3 separate regions of the Sus scrofa genome follow, and all the other regions are linked to region 1. A link is a contact called in public Hi-C data. All regions are on one chromosome and are shown on one strand. Each heading gives the region's core, a stretch centred on a gene start, on an enhancer-like site or on the middle of the called end of the contact. The rest is flanking DNA. Distances are from core to core; before and after follow the strand shown. Region 1 holds the start of VCAM1 (vascular cell adhesion molecule 1). Region 2 has its middle 30 kb from the start of EXTL2. Region 3 has its middle 42 kb from the start of GPR88.

What was found. Hi-C and Micro-C count contacts between places; a contact is called where the count stands out from the background.
Region 2: a Hi-C map of retroperitoneal adipose tissue shows a contact between it and region 1, with 2.1 times the contacts expected there. The contact joins the enhancer-like site here to the promoter of VCAM1 in region 1. A contact is called at or near these places in 9 of 47 Hi-C or Micro-C datasets (alveolar macrophages, fetal heart ventricle, fibroblasts and 6 more) and 1 of 2 datasets of contacts at active chromatin or transcription factors (skeletal muscle).
Region 3: a Hi-C map of liver shows a contact between it and region 1, with 10 times the contacts expected there. The contact joins the enhancer-like site here to the promoter of VCAM1 in region 1. A contact is called at or near these places in 1 of 5 promoter capture datasets (liver), 9 of 47 Hi-C or Micro-C datasets (brain, fetal heart ventricle, liver and 3 more) and 1 of 2 datasets of contacts at active chromatin or transcription factors (skeletal muscle).

What each region holds. Positions count from the first base shown.
Region 1 is chr4:117,508,521-117,513,458 of Sscrofa11.1, forward strand. It overlaps VCAM1 (vascular cell adhesion molecule 1), which reads right to left and starts at 2,691. Exons shown (of 8, transcript NM_213891.1): 1 at 2,531-2,691; 2 at 1,738-1,978; 3 at 1,701-1,735. The coding sequence starts at 2,594.
Region 2 is chr4:117,424,754-117,429,691 of Sscrofa11.1, forward strand. No RefSeq gene overlaps it. Among named protein-coding and RNA genes, the nearest start is that of EXTL2, 30 kb to the left of the region's middle. Within about 2 kb of position 2,353, at least 2 of the 83 cell types and tissues checked have an H3K27ac peak or open chromatin away from gene starts, as enhancers often do. A contact at or near this core is called in retroperitoneal adipose tissue, where this site is marked.
Region 3 is chr4:117,579,601-117,584,538 of Sscrofa11.1, forward strand. No RefSeq gene overlaps it. Among named protein-coding and RNA genes, the nearest start is that of GPR88, 42 kb to the right of the region's middle. Within about 2 kb of position 3,076, at least 4 of the 83 cell types and tissues checked have an H3K27ac peak or open chromatin away from gene starts, as enhancers often do. A contact at or near this core is called in liver, where this site is marked.

The DNA of each region.
Region 1 (4,938 bases), core at 1,441-3,940:
TGGAGAAGGGACTGTGAAACATAATGAAAGACAGATATTCTCGAAAAAAAAATTTTTGGCAAGATATTTAAAGCCAGAAGGGTCTTCATTTATCTTTTTTAAATCTTCAACTATTTGGTACTTGTGAGGAGAGGCAAAGGAACTGGAAATGTTTTGCCATGTGAAGACAGAGAGAGTTTTTCATTTTTCCACCAATAATTCTCTCCCTTATATTCTGTAAGAAATGCACCTATGACCCACATAGTTTGCCGTCAGGTATTATAAGAACTCTCTACTTTCCCTTGTATTTACATAAGGGGGCCTTTCAAGGAGCTCAGGAGGCTACACAGACATAAACTATGCATGTTCAACCAGCATAATTGAAAGCAGTCGGCCAGGCACAATTTCTTGGGAAGCATTAGCAGCATATGAGCTTGTTGAAGAATCAGTGAAAGTTAGTGAACAAAGTTGGGCTCCTACAGCAGAAGCAAAGCAACAAAGTTATAAAAGACAATCAATTGAGGTTTTCATGAAGAGATGGCTATAAAGGATTCCAGGTTTTTTTTGAAAGAGCAGTGATTTATTTCAGGTTGTTTTTTTTCACTCCTCCTGCTGCCTTTCTTTGCTGGAATGAGAATGGTTTGGGATACATGTTGGTAGGCTGGTAAACTAGGGGTATTTATTCATTCACATTCACAAAGCAAATCTAGTTCATTATACAAAGATCCTTGAGGTTGAGTGGTTGAGCCTTAAGATTTAATGGCACAAAAAAACACAAAAAACAAAACTTCCTAAATTCATCTCTGCCAAAGTCAAATGAGGGAACTATTTGCAGATATTTTCCTTCTGTCTAATGGGAAAATGCTTGTACAGAAGCTCATTAATTTAGACCTCTTGCTTAATCTTTAGACTCATTTTAAGCACCAAATTGCATAAGAATAGATAAATGGAAAATCCCTGAAGGATGGGATTCATGACTCATTTAGACACACGGACAAGTAATATGTAAAGATATAATCCACAGTTTCTACTGTGGCACAGTGGGTTAAGAATCCATATGTGGCGGTTTGGCTTACTGTAGAGGTGCAGGTTTGATCCTCTGTGGCGAGGGCTAAAAGATTTGGATTCAATCACTGGCCCAGGAACTTCCATATGCCTTGGGTGACGCCATTTAACAAAATATAGAAATAATCAAATAGAATTTTTTTTTTTTTATTTTTAGGGCTGCATTCATGGCATATGGAAGTTCCCAGGCTAGGGCTGAATCAGAGCTATAGACACCGGCCTACAGCACAGCTCACAGCAACACCGGATCCTTAACCCACTGAGCAAGGCCAGGGATCGAACCTGCGTCCTCATGGATATTAGTCAGATTTGTTTCCACTGCACCACCAGGGGAGCTCTAGAAAAAATTTTGATAAAATAAAAAGAACCTTGAAGAACGTCATTTTATGGCTAAGAAAACTGAAGCCCAGGGAGGTTGAGTCTTACAGTTGGCCACCATGTTTATGGCAGAGTTGGAAACAGAAGCCAAGATTTGGGTTTCTGGTCTAGTGCAAGATTCACTCGCTTTCTCGGTGCACTTTGTCCTCTAACCAAGAATCTGGACATGAATACCATACTTAATTGTTATTCTTTTAAAACCTTACTTTAAAAAAAAAAAAAAAAACGTATTTTAAAGCAAAATGGGGAGAAAATCAAATAATCTCTAAAGTACTCACAGTAGATCTCCACTTGGATTCCTCTTTCCCCTTTCAATTCCCGCAGGAGACTGTGCACAGATAGGAGTGTTCATTCTCAAAACTAACGGGATTCATGACCAGCGTGGATCTGGTCCCGTTAGTTTTCACTTTTCCATTCAGAGGACTGTCTATCTGAGTTCTCCAAGAGAAAGACAGGGAGGACTCGCAGTCCGGTGCGCTGCAAGTCAGGGAAGCGGAGTCACCAATCTGCGCAATCATTTTGTCTTCAGGGAAGATCTCGACTTTAACATTTTGAGCTGCAGAGGCAAAAAGAGAAACCCAAACGTACCACGGGTTTGTTTACGGTCCTATTGCTTCTTCTCTGTTCCAGTAGAACACTCAAAATACAACCTGGCTGATCGCCTTCCTAAAACTGCTTTGGACCAACACAAGGCAGCATTGGAGCTGCTGCCAAAAGAAGGTGTTGAAATCACCTTCACTTAAGAGAACTCTCACTTCTGACCTCGATACCCATTGCTCAGAGTTGTTTTGTCACTAGCCAAGTCCAATGTCATTATCGAGTACAGGAAACTAAAGAGATAGACCTTCCTAGAGATGGACTCCAATTACTCACTCATTTGACATGGAAAAAAAAAGGTTACAAAAAGCATCAACTTTGCAGCTTCAACTATGACAGTGAACCAGTAGATAGCAATACTCAGTGGCACAGTGAAAGTTAGGTTAAATTAAGTCCTCTTGCTCTTTAAAAACCCTAGTGCCTTTCTTCACCACCATAGCAAAACTGACCGAAGCCAAAATCAGGGCTAAAATGCAATGCTAGCATTTGGAACAGATCAAGGAGAACTTACAAACGGCAAACACCATCCAAAGTATATTTGAGGCTCCAAAGATCACGACGATATTCCTCGGCATTTTAAGTTGCTGTGTGACGAGGAAACAATGGTTCCAAAACCCTTCTTTGTGTCCTCCCTGAAAGTGCTCAGGAAGAGTCTTGAGCTCCAAAAGCCAGTGAGGTTCAGTGAGGAATGAAATAGAAAGTCTGCTCTTTATAAAGGGTCTTGTTGCAGAAGCGCAGAGGCGGAGGGAAATCCCTTCAAGGGGAAACCCGGACAGAGCCAGAAAAAAAGTTTAACTGACAGCCAGCCAAGGCCAGTATTAACCCCTTCCTTTGCTCTCAGTACTGAAACTCCTGTCTCTGTCCCAGAAAAAGAAAAAACACTCCCAAGTCTATAAAATTCAATCTTTTCCTGATTTTCCTTCCCAAAGCATATCTTTGCAAGAAAGATATGAAGTAATGCTTGCTGCAGAATGAGGCTTTCTGAATCCAATGAGGGGAAAGAGAGAGAAAGAAATAGAAACTTACACTCGAGTGTTGGAAGAGGCTGAACAGTACCATATCATTTGAATGATTGTTCTCCATTATGAAGATATATTTGCAATCCTACAACAGAGATTAAATGTTCTCTTGCAAGAAAAGGGAAGAGATCCCTTCTTTTGATGAGTTGTTTTTTTGTTTTTTGTTTTTTTTTTTTCTAAGGGAGACAGCATGGCTTTTTACTTTTAATTCACAAAAATCGTTCTTTTGACAACAAATACCAACTTTCTGAAATGATGATCTTGAGCAGAGGAAGGAAGTAAAGAAATGCTACCAAAACAAGAGAGGTCATTTTTCTCTTTTGTTTTAGAAAAGTTACCGATTCTTTGATTCAGTGGCTAGCTAGGTAATTGGAAGTCTTTTGCAGACTTAGATTCAAATATATGGAATTCATCTCAGGTGGTAAATCTCTTGGACTCTGTGAGACTTACTCACAAACACAGTTAAAATACGAACAATACTTTGGGTTTGGTATGGGGGGATGCTGACAACAACTGCATGCTCTTTTTCCCCTCCTAGGAAATGACTTTTAAAAGGTATTTTTAAATGGCTGTTTTCGCCTTGTGCACACATGCTCAAGTCTTTGCAAAATGCTTGGCCATCAAATAGAAACCGGAATAGCCACTTCCTTATAGTCTACATGTGCAGTTCTTCCTCCCCCATTGGATCATCCATTCCTGTCATGGTCCCAGACAAGTTCCTGTTCCTCATTGTATCCGCCTCTGCCTTCTCAATATGTAATGCATGGTTTTACACTTCGCGGAGGCACAGGTTCAATCCTTGGCCCAGGAACTTCTGCATGCCATGGGCACAGCCAAAAAGAATTTTAAAGAGGTATTGATAAGCTCCAAGTGCACTCACAGCTTTCTACCTTCTCATCATCTGAGGCCATGGTCTCCAAGACCATATTGGGATGTTGGGAACAGAAGTGTCTGATTCAAGGTTATAGTCCTTGTGAGAGAGACTGACAAAGCAGAGGGTGTCCAGAAGATAATGATGAGGATGGTAGATGACTCCAAACCCCCTGATCTGGTAGGAGCTGCGGAAAGAATGGGATGTTGAATTTGGATAAGGAGCATCCATGAAGCCCTGTGATCATTGAATGATGGACGTGCCTAGGAAGGATATACTTGCTGCTCTGTATTATACCAATGGTTAAAAGTAGGGCTTATTGATAGGTAGTTACTAGATTATTAGCTCTATGAAGGCCAGGAGCATGTGTGTCCTGTTCACCACTATAGCCTCAGCACTTAATGTAGAGACCAGTAGATAGTAAGGGTTCAAAAAGTCAACACTGAATGAACAAATACCAATCTGAAAAATAGTGTGACTCATATCCCAATCGTCCTGAATTCAAATCCAGCTACTCTGCCTAGGAATCACGCAACCTTTCCCAGGTATAGATAGCCTCTCTGGGCTTGCTTATACACGCTCACATAGGGGTAACAGTATCATTTCAAGTGATTCACATGATTTTTATGACTCTCAAATCAAAAGCGATTGTGTGAAATCTCTTTAAATATAGCAATGTGCTGTAGAAATGGCATGTAATGCTATTAAGATACAACTCTATTAAGTTCATTGTGAAGAAGGGCATTCCAGTTATTAAAATCATTTCAGTGATGGAATGGGTCCCCTTATGAATTTACCAGCACCTAGTCACTGGATGTTCTTGAGCAAAGTTGGAGGAAACTTCCTAAAAATGTTGTAGAGGTCAAGTTGAGAGATCCAACTGGATGTCTGCTCAGGTGCCCTCCAATGTGAAGCCTTAGTTATTGTGTTATCCATCCTTTCTAGCCTAACTCCACCAATCCCCTCACTGTCACCTTCGAAATTCTGAGCATCTCCTGATCCTGCTCTGGTTGGACCCTGAGAGGTCTC
Region 2 (4,938 bases), core at 1,103-3,602, 84 kb before region 1:
AATATGGTAATTAAACCTATATATCAAGGTAAAAGAAATCTCTTATTCCAGATGTTTAACCTGTCAAAGATTTTTAAGAAAGAGAGTAGCAACCTCCCAAACATTACTTGTTTGGTTTTGGGAAACTCAGTCCTTTAATGGCATTCTCTTTATTCTCAATGTCACCTCTTGCAAGAAGCCTTCCTCTGGGATCTCATATACCCTAAAATGGTATATGTCCCACATAAAGCAACTTTCTCATTGTCTTGCAACTGCTTATGTATAAGTCTCTCTTCTCTTTTGATCCCTCCCCAAACTAAATTCCAGATGTTTAATTTGGAATTAAACTACATCCCCAGGTAGTAACAGAGCATCTTGTGCTCAATAATGCTTATTGATGGTAAGCAAATACGTGAATGAATGCTTGAATCGGTTTTGCCATTTCCAAGCAGGTGCTGTTTCAATGACCAGGTGAAAAATGAAAGGATCAATTGATTAGTGGGATCAACTGAAAAACACATAGAGAAACATGGTATTTTTGCTGGAGGAATATTTGGGACAATTGTGTCTTATTGAAATAAGGGCAGCAGCATATAGAAATAAAAATCAGGGATAATGGAGTAGGTACAGCCTTTTGTAATGGACTAGCAGGAAGTCTTAACCTTTCTGTCCCAAAGATTCTTTGACATCTGGGGAAGCCTATGGATCTTGTCTTAGAGAAGCTTTTTTTTTTTTTTGTCTTTTTAGGGCTGCACCCATGGTATATAGAAGTGACCAGGCTAGGGGTCGAATCAGATCTGAACAGCCACAGCCACAGCAACACAGGATCCTTAACCCACTGAGCAAGGCCAGGGATGTAACCCGCATCCCATGGATACTAGTCATGTTTGTTATTGCTGAGCCATGACAGGACCTCCCAGAAAAGCTTTTTTAAAAAACGTAAAATAAAATGCATAAGATTACAAATAAAACTAAATACCTTAAACTAATATGTTCAAACAATTTATTGAACAATATGTTCAAACAATTTATTATTAAGATTTAGCAGTAGGTTTGATAACTACTATAATTTCATAAAAGCGATGAGTATAAATGATATTTTGAGAACTGTGACAACTGTAATATGATATGAAAATATATTTTTGACAGTCACAGGTACTGCTAATCTTTTGTGGGTTTTGCCTACATTCATAGGTGTTGAAAATGCTAAATTTCGGGCCAGTAAAATTAAAGCTGTACTTTTTTCTCCTTTCTAAATACATAGGCCCCTTAAATTCTATTCATGAACCACTTGAAGGGTCTATGAACCCAAGGTTAAGACCTGCCAGATGACGGGGAAGTGAGGCTGGTGGAAATTAAGGAATTGGGAAGGAAGAGGGAGCAAAGGAAGGTTCTTGACAGGTGGTCTTTTCTCTCTCTTCCTTCCGAAAGCTCAGAGTGTTCACTTCCTCGCCTCTCATTCATTCCTTACCACTTATGGTGGTAGGTCTGTACCCCTGTCACTCCAGGAAACCATCCTTCCCCCGGTCGAGCCTGGTGACCAGGCAGGACATTGTCCAATGAGGGGACCTCTGTCCTTACCTTATTTGATTCCTCTTTGGCTTTTGTGCTATGACTCCTCTCTTTTAAAACGTCTTTCCGGAGTTCCCGTCGTGGCTCAGGGGTTAACAAATCCGACTAGGAACCATGAGGTTGTGGGTTCGATCCCTGCCCTTGCTCAGTGGGTTAAGGATCAGGCGTTGCCGTGAGCTGTGGTGTAGGTCGCAGACGCGGCTCGGATCCCGCATTGCTGTGGCTGTGGCTGTGGCCAATGGCTACAGCTCTGATTTGACCCCTAGCCTGGGAACCTCCATGGGCTGCGGGAGCAGCCCAAGAAATGGCAAAAAGAAAAAAAAAAAAGAAAAAAAAAACTTCTTTCCTCCCTTGGCCTCTTTCTCTTTGGCTTCTTTTGAGCCTCCCTTCCTATTTCCTCTTCTGCCTGCGGATGGGTCCCTGGAGTTCTACTTCCCCGATACTTCTCTCCTCACCCTGTGTACTTTCTCTGGTTAATCTCATCAATCTCATCTATTATCTCTAGCCCAGCTAGGTCCCTATATTTAACCATCTACACCACAACTCTTCATAAACATACCAGGAATCCCTCAAATTCAATATATCCCAAATTAAATCTAACCTCTTCCCCCTCTGCTGCTTCTCTTGTATTCCCCATCTGAATGACACCACAATCCAAAGTTTCCCACATCAAAATTCTGGAAGCTCTTTTTGATTTCTTCGTCTTCCCTTTTGCCCCCAAACACAAAAATAACTGCCAAAGCTCTGGGAGTCATCAGGCTGGAGGCCATCCCAGGAATGGAATTGTTCATAAAACTCTGCCTTGTTCTTCCCAGCAGCAGTGCTTTCCTACTCTTCTCAAACCAAAGGGACTGTGCCGGGAAGGGTATCTCCCACCACCCCTCAACCCATGATAGACTTTTAGAAAATAAAACGTTAAGACTAGCCGCTAACAGGCATGCTCATGGTCTTACTATGGAACACTAAAGAGCCAGCCAGGAAAGAGTAGAGCATCGTTGACGTTATAAAGAGAGGATTTAAAACACCGAGGTTATATGTCATCTTTAAGGAAGAGTTTTTTTTAAAAGGAGAGATTCTTTTTCTATTATTAGTCCTGAAACTTTTTCTCTTCGGTTCAAAAATCATTCCTTAAAGAAGTCTGCAGGTGAAAATATAAGGTCACATATATTTTAAAGTCAAATCAGTGAGCTCTCTCTCCACTAGAGGTCTCTTATTTGAAAAGGTTTTTGACTATAATCAAAAGTTCTTAGGGGAGTTCCCGTCATGGCATAACGGAAATGAATCCGACTAGGAACCATGAGGTTGCGGGTTCGATCCCCGGCCTCAGTGGGTTAAGGATCTGGCGTTGCTGTGATCTGTCGTCTAGTTCTCAGACATGGCTCTGATCTGATGCTGCTGTGGCTCTGGTGTAGGCTGGCAGCTGTAACTCCAATTGGAGCCCTAGCCTGGGAACCTCCATATGCCGCAATGTGGCTCTAAAAAGTGGGGGGGGGGGGGAGTTCTTAGAATGGGAGAAACCAGATATTTCTTTGTGTTGGCACTCCACTCACCAAATCATTCAAAACCTTCAGCTGGAGAGGGATTTCTTTTGGTTTTGTTTCTGTCCCTGAAAGAAGTGGTAGAAGAGGAGTCAGTATAAAGCTATGTCAGTGTGGTTCCAAGAGGGGAGAAAAAAAAAATTTGACCATTCGTTTCAGGCGAGGCAACTACCAGGTTTAGAGGAGATTAAGCTGTTACCCTCTAAGGAATATCCAGTCAAAGATGTGGGAGTGGGGATTGTCAGGCAATACCAGCTGTGTTTGAATTTTCAATGTAAATGGTGAAGAATGGACTCAATTATGCAAACAGACTGAAAATCTAGACATACATCCTCTGATATGCAATTAGAGATATTTCATAGATCACGAGCATTATATGTGTACAAAAGTTAACATTAGGCTGCGGCAGCGGCAGAGTAACCATTAAATACCAAGGCTCTATTGGGGAAATGCACGGCAAACGGACTGTACCTGGCTGTCATCTTACGGCCCCAGCAGAGCAAAATGTAATCATGTCACATTAATTCTGTTACACAGTGTGGTATTTTTTTTTATACTAACCATTTCTTAGGGAAAGCAGGTCCTCTGGGATGCGCCTCTCGCCAGCCCGTCACAGGCTCTGCGTGTCACACGCAGCCAGTGTGGACTGAGAAGAATTGCTTTGTAGATATATCTTCAGTAAAGAAACAAAATTTCGTTTCACATTAAAAAAATAATAATAATAACTGCCAAATTTCCAGGGTATTTATAAGATCGCTCAAGCTTGCCCCTTTTTGCCAGTCCTACTATTAGTGTCTTAGATATACATACATTTATACATATATATGTATGTATGTATATATATTTGTCTTTTTCTTTTAGGGCTGCACCTACGGCGTAGGGAACTTCCCAGGTTAGGGGTCCAATTGGAGCGCTAGCCACCAGCCTATGTCACAGCCACAGCAACGTGGGATCCAAGCCAGTCTGAGACCTACCCCAGCGCTCACTGCCAGGGATCGAACTAGTCGGGTTACTGCCGAGCCCCGACAGGAACTCCCTACGGCCTTACATATTTTAATAGCTCCCAACCATTCGTTGCTTATAATGTGTTAGGTACTAGGCCAGTTGTCTTATACACACGATTTGATTTAATCCTCATATCACCCCGCAGGGTAAGAATTACTACGTCAAACATTACAAATGAGGAAATAGAAGCAAAGGAGGAGGAAGAACTTGCTGACGGTCACCCGGCTTTTAAAGGCAGAGCCAGGATCGTCTGTGGGACTCCAAAGCCGTATGCCTTCGTGTTGCTCCGTGGGTCTCTGGGATTGGCCGCCTAAACGCTAATCATTATGGTTCCGCCAGAGCTCTCTCTCTGCAAGGCGAATCTATCACCTTTTCAGCTGGCCTGTGCTTCCTAGTGTTCCTGAGACCCTCCCCGCGGAGCTCGCCCTCCTCAGCTGGACTCCAAGAGCTCACCCTGCTTGCACCCACACTCAGATTCTTTCCTTCCCATGCGCACACTTCGCGCCCCCATGGCACAGGACCGGTTTGTCCTAACAAAGTACCACACAAGCAGGGTGGCTTGAACAACGTATATTTATCACCGTTCCAGAGGCTGGAGACCGGAGATCGAGGTGTTGGCAGAGCTCTTTGTTCTGAAGCCTCTCTCCTTGGCTTGCAGGTGGCCGTCTTCTCCCTGATCTTCCCTAGGGGTCTCCCCCCCCCACCCCCGGGGGGGGGGGCAAATTGTCTCCTTTCCTGTAAGGACATCAGTCAGATTGGATTGAAGCCCACCCTACTGGCCCAACATTACCTTAATCAACTCTGTAAAGGCCCATCTCCAAACACAATCCCATCAGAGGAGGTA
Region 3 (4,938 bases), core at 1,826-4,325, 71 kb after region 1:
GGTTCTTCCCCAGGCTCCCATGCTGCTCGGCTATGCACAGAGGGAGCAGCATTCTCCATGTGGCGTGGAGAGTGATCTCAGGCAGGCCACTCAGTCCCACTGGCCTCATTTGGACCTTATATGTGCGTAGGGAGAGGTGGTAGAGGAATTCTGATCAGGTAAGAAAAAATTACTTATTCTTAAAGTTGCACAAATACTTGGGGGCAACTCAGTGCACTTTCAAAAATTTGTTCTAGGAGTTCCCTGACGGCCTAGCAGTTAAGGATTCAGCACTGTCACTGTGGAGAGGGTTCCATCCCTTGCCTGGGAACACCCATGTGCCACAGGAGCAGCCAAAAAAAAAAAAAAAAAAGGAAGAATTTGTTTGTTCTTATGTTCCCCAAGTCCCATTCTATTACACGTTATTTCTTGCATATTATAATCAGAAAGGGGTGACTTTCCTTCATGAGCACCTGCACTGTGGGTTCTTCAATTAATACACTTCACCAAAATAAAGAATTTAACACTGTCATCAGATTCAGACAGATTATTCTGTCCTTGAATTAGTTGAATTGGCATGTCTTTAAACATCTCTTAGCAAAACATTCGTGTTTGTAAAAACCTTTGTGTTTGAAAATCAGAAAAACCTACCACCAAAAAAGAATCTGTTTTCGCCTCCCATAAAAAATCAGCTTGAAAAAATTGCAGCAAAACGCATCTAGGTAGTAACTAGTTCATCACGAGGTGTTTCACTGAATTCAACTATTTTTTTCCCAAGCTTATGCATGTATGTAGATTTAGCCCTCCCAAGCTAAATCTAGATCCTTTTAGATTTACAGTAAAATTTCTATCCCTAAGTATTTCCAAAAACTAAACAGTTAAGACATGGTTCAAATGGCCTGAATTTGATCCTTGGAATCTCCCTAAAAGTGTTTTCCCTAGGGCAGAAATTCCCTGAAAAAAAAGAACAAAAGAAATGAAGTCAAACTCTACTTTGGAATTTTTGTATGGGTAAGGACAGGGAGCTATTAATCACAGAAAAATGTGTCTTAAAGTTGAACTTTCTAAAGCAGCACTGCCTGGTACATGTACATTTAAAATACAGACAGCAAGCAAGCCTTTGACAGTGGAATGAGTGATTTGGAACCTTCACATTAGTCATTTTATTTGATTTTGGAAGGGACCAGCTGTAAGAGGCACATCACAGTTACTGCCTTACGTTCTGAACAGGTGACACTGGATCTGTCTCAAGCAAACATGACACAGGAGCCAACACCCCGGAACTACTGGAGCTAAGAATTCTTTCCGGCAAGAAAAATCACATGCCCATCTCCGTGTGTTGACACAAAGGGAAACCACGACTGCATTTATAAAACCGTGTACGAAATAAGACCTAATCTGGGGTAAAATATCGAGCTAGCGTGCAAATGTCTATGCAGGCCAAAGAAGTCTAGAAAAATAGATACACTAAAATGCTATCAGTGCTGAATTGTAAGAGCGTGAATGATCCTTGTTTTCCTCTTGTATCTGAGTATGGTTTCTGAATTTTTCTAATAGGACTTTTTAAAAACTTTTTCAAAGACATCCATAAACATACCTTTTCTCTTTCCCGCTGGAATTCCCTTTCTCTTTAGAGTCTGAACACTCTATAAGGGCAACACTTAATATCATCCCTTCCACTATTTGTGGCTAAGTGGAAAGAATTCAGACTCTTAAGGAGAAACAACAACAGCAACATCGGGGTGACATGGTGTCTAATGGTGACTAGGATCGATTAGAAAAAACTAAAATTCCATTTTTGCCCCCAAAAGAATTTTTAAAGGCCCTTTAAGGTTTAAATAGCAATCTGGCTATACATGAAATTGTTGTATTTACAGTATCTGTTATCTTTGGTAGTTATAAACATAACTCGATTTTTGTCCACCAGAAAGGAAAGCATGCAGGGTTCTCTGCTTAATTCACATAACCAAACGCCTTGAAGTCTCCTAGAACTGATAATGTTTATCAGAGGCCCTCTAATAGGAATGAGGGGAAGTTTATGCATGTAACAGGCATATGTTCTCATACTGGGAAGAATTTCCAGTGGGTTGGGTATTTTTTTTTTTTCCATTGTGGAATAGAGCGATTTCTGGCAACAGCAAAACTTCAATATGCATTGACCTTGGTGGTGCAAGAGCCATGGGATCCTGGCAGTCACAAGAGAAAAATACACTCTTTGCAGGCCGTCGACTGCTTCTTCTCTGGGCGTGGGACACCCGCATCAGGCACCCAGCTGCCCGAGGGATGGGGGTGCACAAAGCAGGGGGACAGGGAAACCACCACATAACCAACCAGAGTTAACTGGACCATGTCCCAGACACTGAAAAAGTCACTGGATGCAGAAAATCACAATGTGGGGATTGAGAAGACGGGTTCTAGGGAAGTGAGTCAACAGGTATGTGCCTAGAAATCACCCCAAGAGCCAGAGTGTGCCTAAGGGTGTGCCTTGGTCACAAGTGCACAGGTGTGGCTGACACTGCTGGTCTGTGGGTCACACTCTGAGAATAAAGAGGCAGATGCCCTGGCCTCAAGCACTATTTCCACCGTTTATGGACAGCAGGTCAGTAAACGAGCCAAGAAGCTAATGCCTCCCCAGCTCAGTCAAATCTGTAAAATGGGTTAATAAGAGCCCCTGCCTGGCAGAGCTGTTGTCAACCAGGAGCATCTTCTAAAGCTTATGGCAAAACATTCGATCAACGTGAGCTCTTGTTATTAGGACAGTGTATCTAAATTTCCTGATTTCACGTTGAGGAAACTAAGGCCCCAAGCGATTGAGTGATGCTCGCACCGTCCCAGAGCCAATGACCACTGAGACAACGATGTGGCTTCCAGGCTCTCTCACGACACCAGACGGAGTGTGACCTGGGGCTTGGTGCAGAGGGTGAATGTTTTCGGCCAGTTTCAAAACCCGTGATCTTCGTGGTGGAAATAAATACAAAAACAAGCCTCCAAAGGACACAAGCATCTAATAGACTAACAACCACCACCTAGCAACACTTCTGCCGAACTGAAAGAGAACACGCTGTCCTGGGTTATCAAAACGGGAAACCAAGGTCGTGCTCAATGAGGAAACGGTTGCAGTCCTAATAGCGGAGGTGCTGGCATTGCCCTCTTTCTGGAGAAGAGGAGGAGTCTGGCTGACATTAACACACATCCCTGGGGAGGTCCCGTCGTGGCTCTGCAGTTAACAAACCCGACTGGTATCCATGAGGACAGGGCTTCGATCTCTGACCTCGCTCAGTGGGTTGAGGATCCGGTGTGGCTGTGAGCTGGGGTGCGGGTCACAGACACGGCTCGGATCCCACGTGGCTGTGGCTCTGGCTCTGGCCTAGGCTGGTGGCTGCAGCTCCGATTTGACCCCTAGCCTGGGAATTTCCATATGCTGCGTGTGCGGCCCCTAAAAAGGAAAAAAAAAGAAACAACACCGTTGACCCCCAGGCACATGTAAGGGGCAATTACGGTCACACTAGGCCTCCAATAGGACACCTGGGGTAACAGAAAGTGGTTGCCAGGGCATGGCCTGCCTTGCGCCTGCCCAGAAAGAAAGAATTCCTTAACTTTGGCTTTAATAAAGTGCACGATTGTGCATTTTTTAAAAGAACAGAACAAAGCTCCTTCTCCCAGCCAGTAGAATGTGATGTGCTTTTCAATAAAGCTGCTGAGACAAGCAAGAAAGTCTCGCCTGATTGTAAGACTAGGTCTGCTCTGAAAAACAAGAAACATGACGCTCCTTCTGCTTGGAGAAATTGGGACACAAGAGGGAAACGGAGATCCTTAAAACATTTCCAAGGAAGATCTGAAAGGAATACTTTAAGATTCGAAGGTTTCCAGTAATCGTTACATGATGTCAGAAAATTGCTTTGACGTTTACCGAATTGACAGTGTACTCCGTAAAGTTGTTATTATGATTAATTTGATTAACACAGACCCTGGCCCACAGTAAGTGCTCTGCAAGTATTTACTACCACAATTAGGAATTACTGCGAAAATTTGGTATTGTCGTAAAGCCACGGGGTTTACAGACTGGTTCAGATCTCTGTGACTCCCATGACTGTGGAGGTAAAGAAATTTGCTCCCCTAATAGGATAACATAGAGAATGAGTAGAAAATAATTTTTTTTTTTTTTTTTTTTTTTTTTTTAGGGCCGCACCCATGGCATAAGGAAATTCCCAGGCTAGGGGTGGCATCGGAGCTACCGCTGCTGGCCTACGCCAGAGCCACAGCAACGCCAGATCCGAGCCACCTCTGTGACCTACACCACAGCTCACAGCAAGGCTGGATCCTTAACCCACGGAGGAAGGTCAGGGGTCGCGCCCCCATCCTCATGGGTACTAGTCGGGCTCATAACCCTCTGATTCACAAGGGGAACTCCTGGCCAGGGTTTTTGACCTCTGTAATCAATAGAAATGGATGAAGAGGTCAGACAGGAAAATTCAGGCAAGGCTTTATTCAGGGCCCCTGCTGCGGGGGCGGGGGGGGGGGGGGGGGGGGGCAAAACAAACAACAGTTCTCCTTGCTTGTTTGGACTTCGGTCACTGGGAAGGGGACAAGCTTGTTCCTTTTATGGTGCAGAGGGCATACTTAGTACCCTGCTTTTGCTTCCAAAACCCTGCTTTTTCTCTAGGCTCTTCAGAAGTGGCAGTTGAATTTTTTTCTTTGTTTTTTGTACTTCTTTCCCATAATTTGCTCCAACTGCTCATGTAAGCAGTGATTTTTAGTCCCTGATAGTTTCTTTGTATTTTGTTGTTTGAGAGGTATTTGTCCAGGTGCAAGCATTGTGGCCACCGCAGCAAAATAACCCAGGTCCCAGGTCCCAGGTCCCAGCCTGTCTCTCTACTGACCCCAAACACACTTGTTCATGGCCCATAACAGCCCAGGACTTCCTGCAAGGGGTGACTGTGAAATTGAAGCATTAGGCAG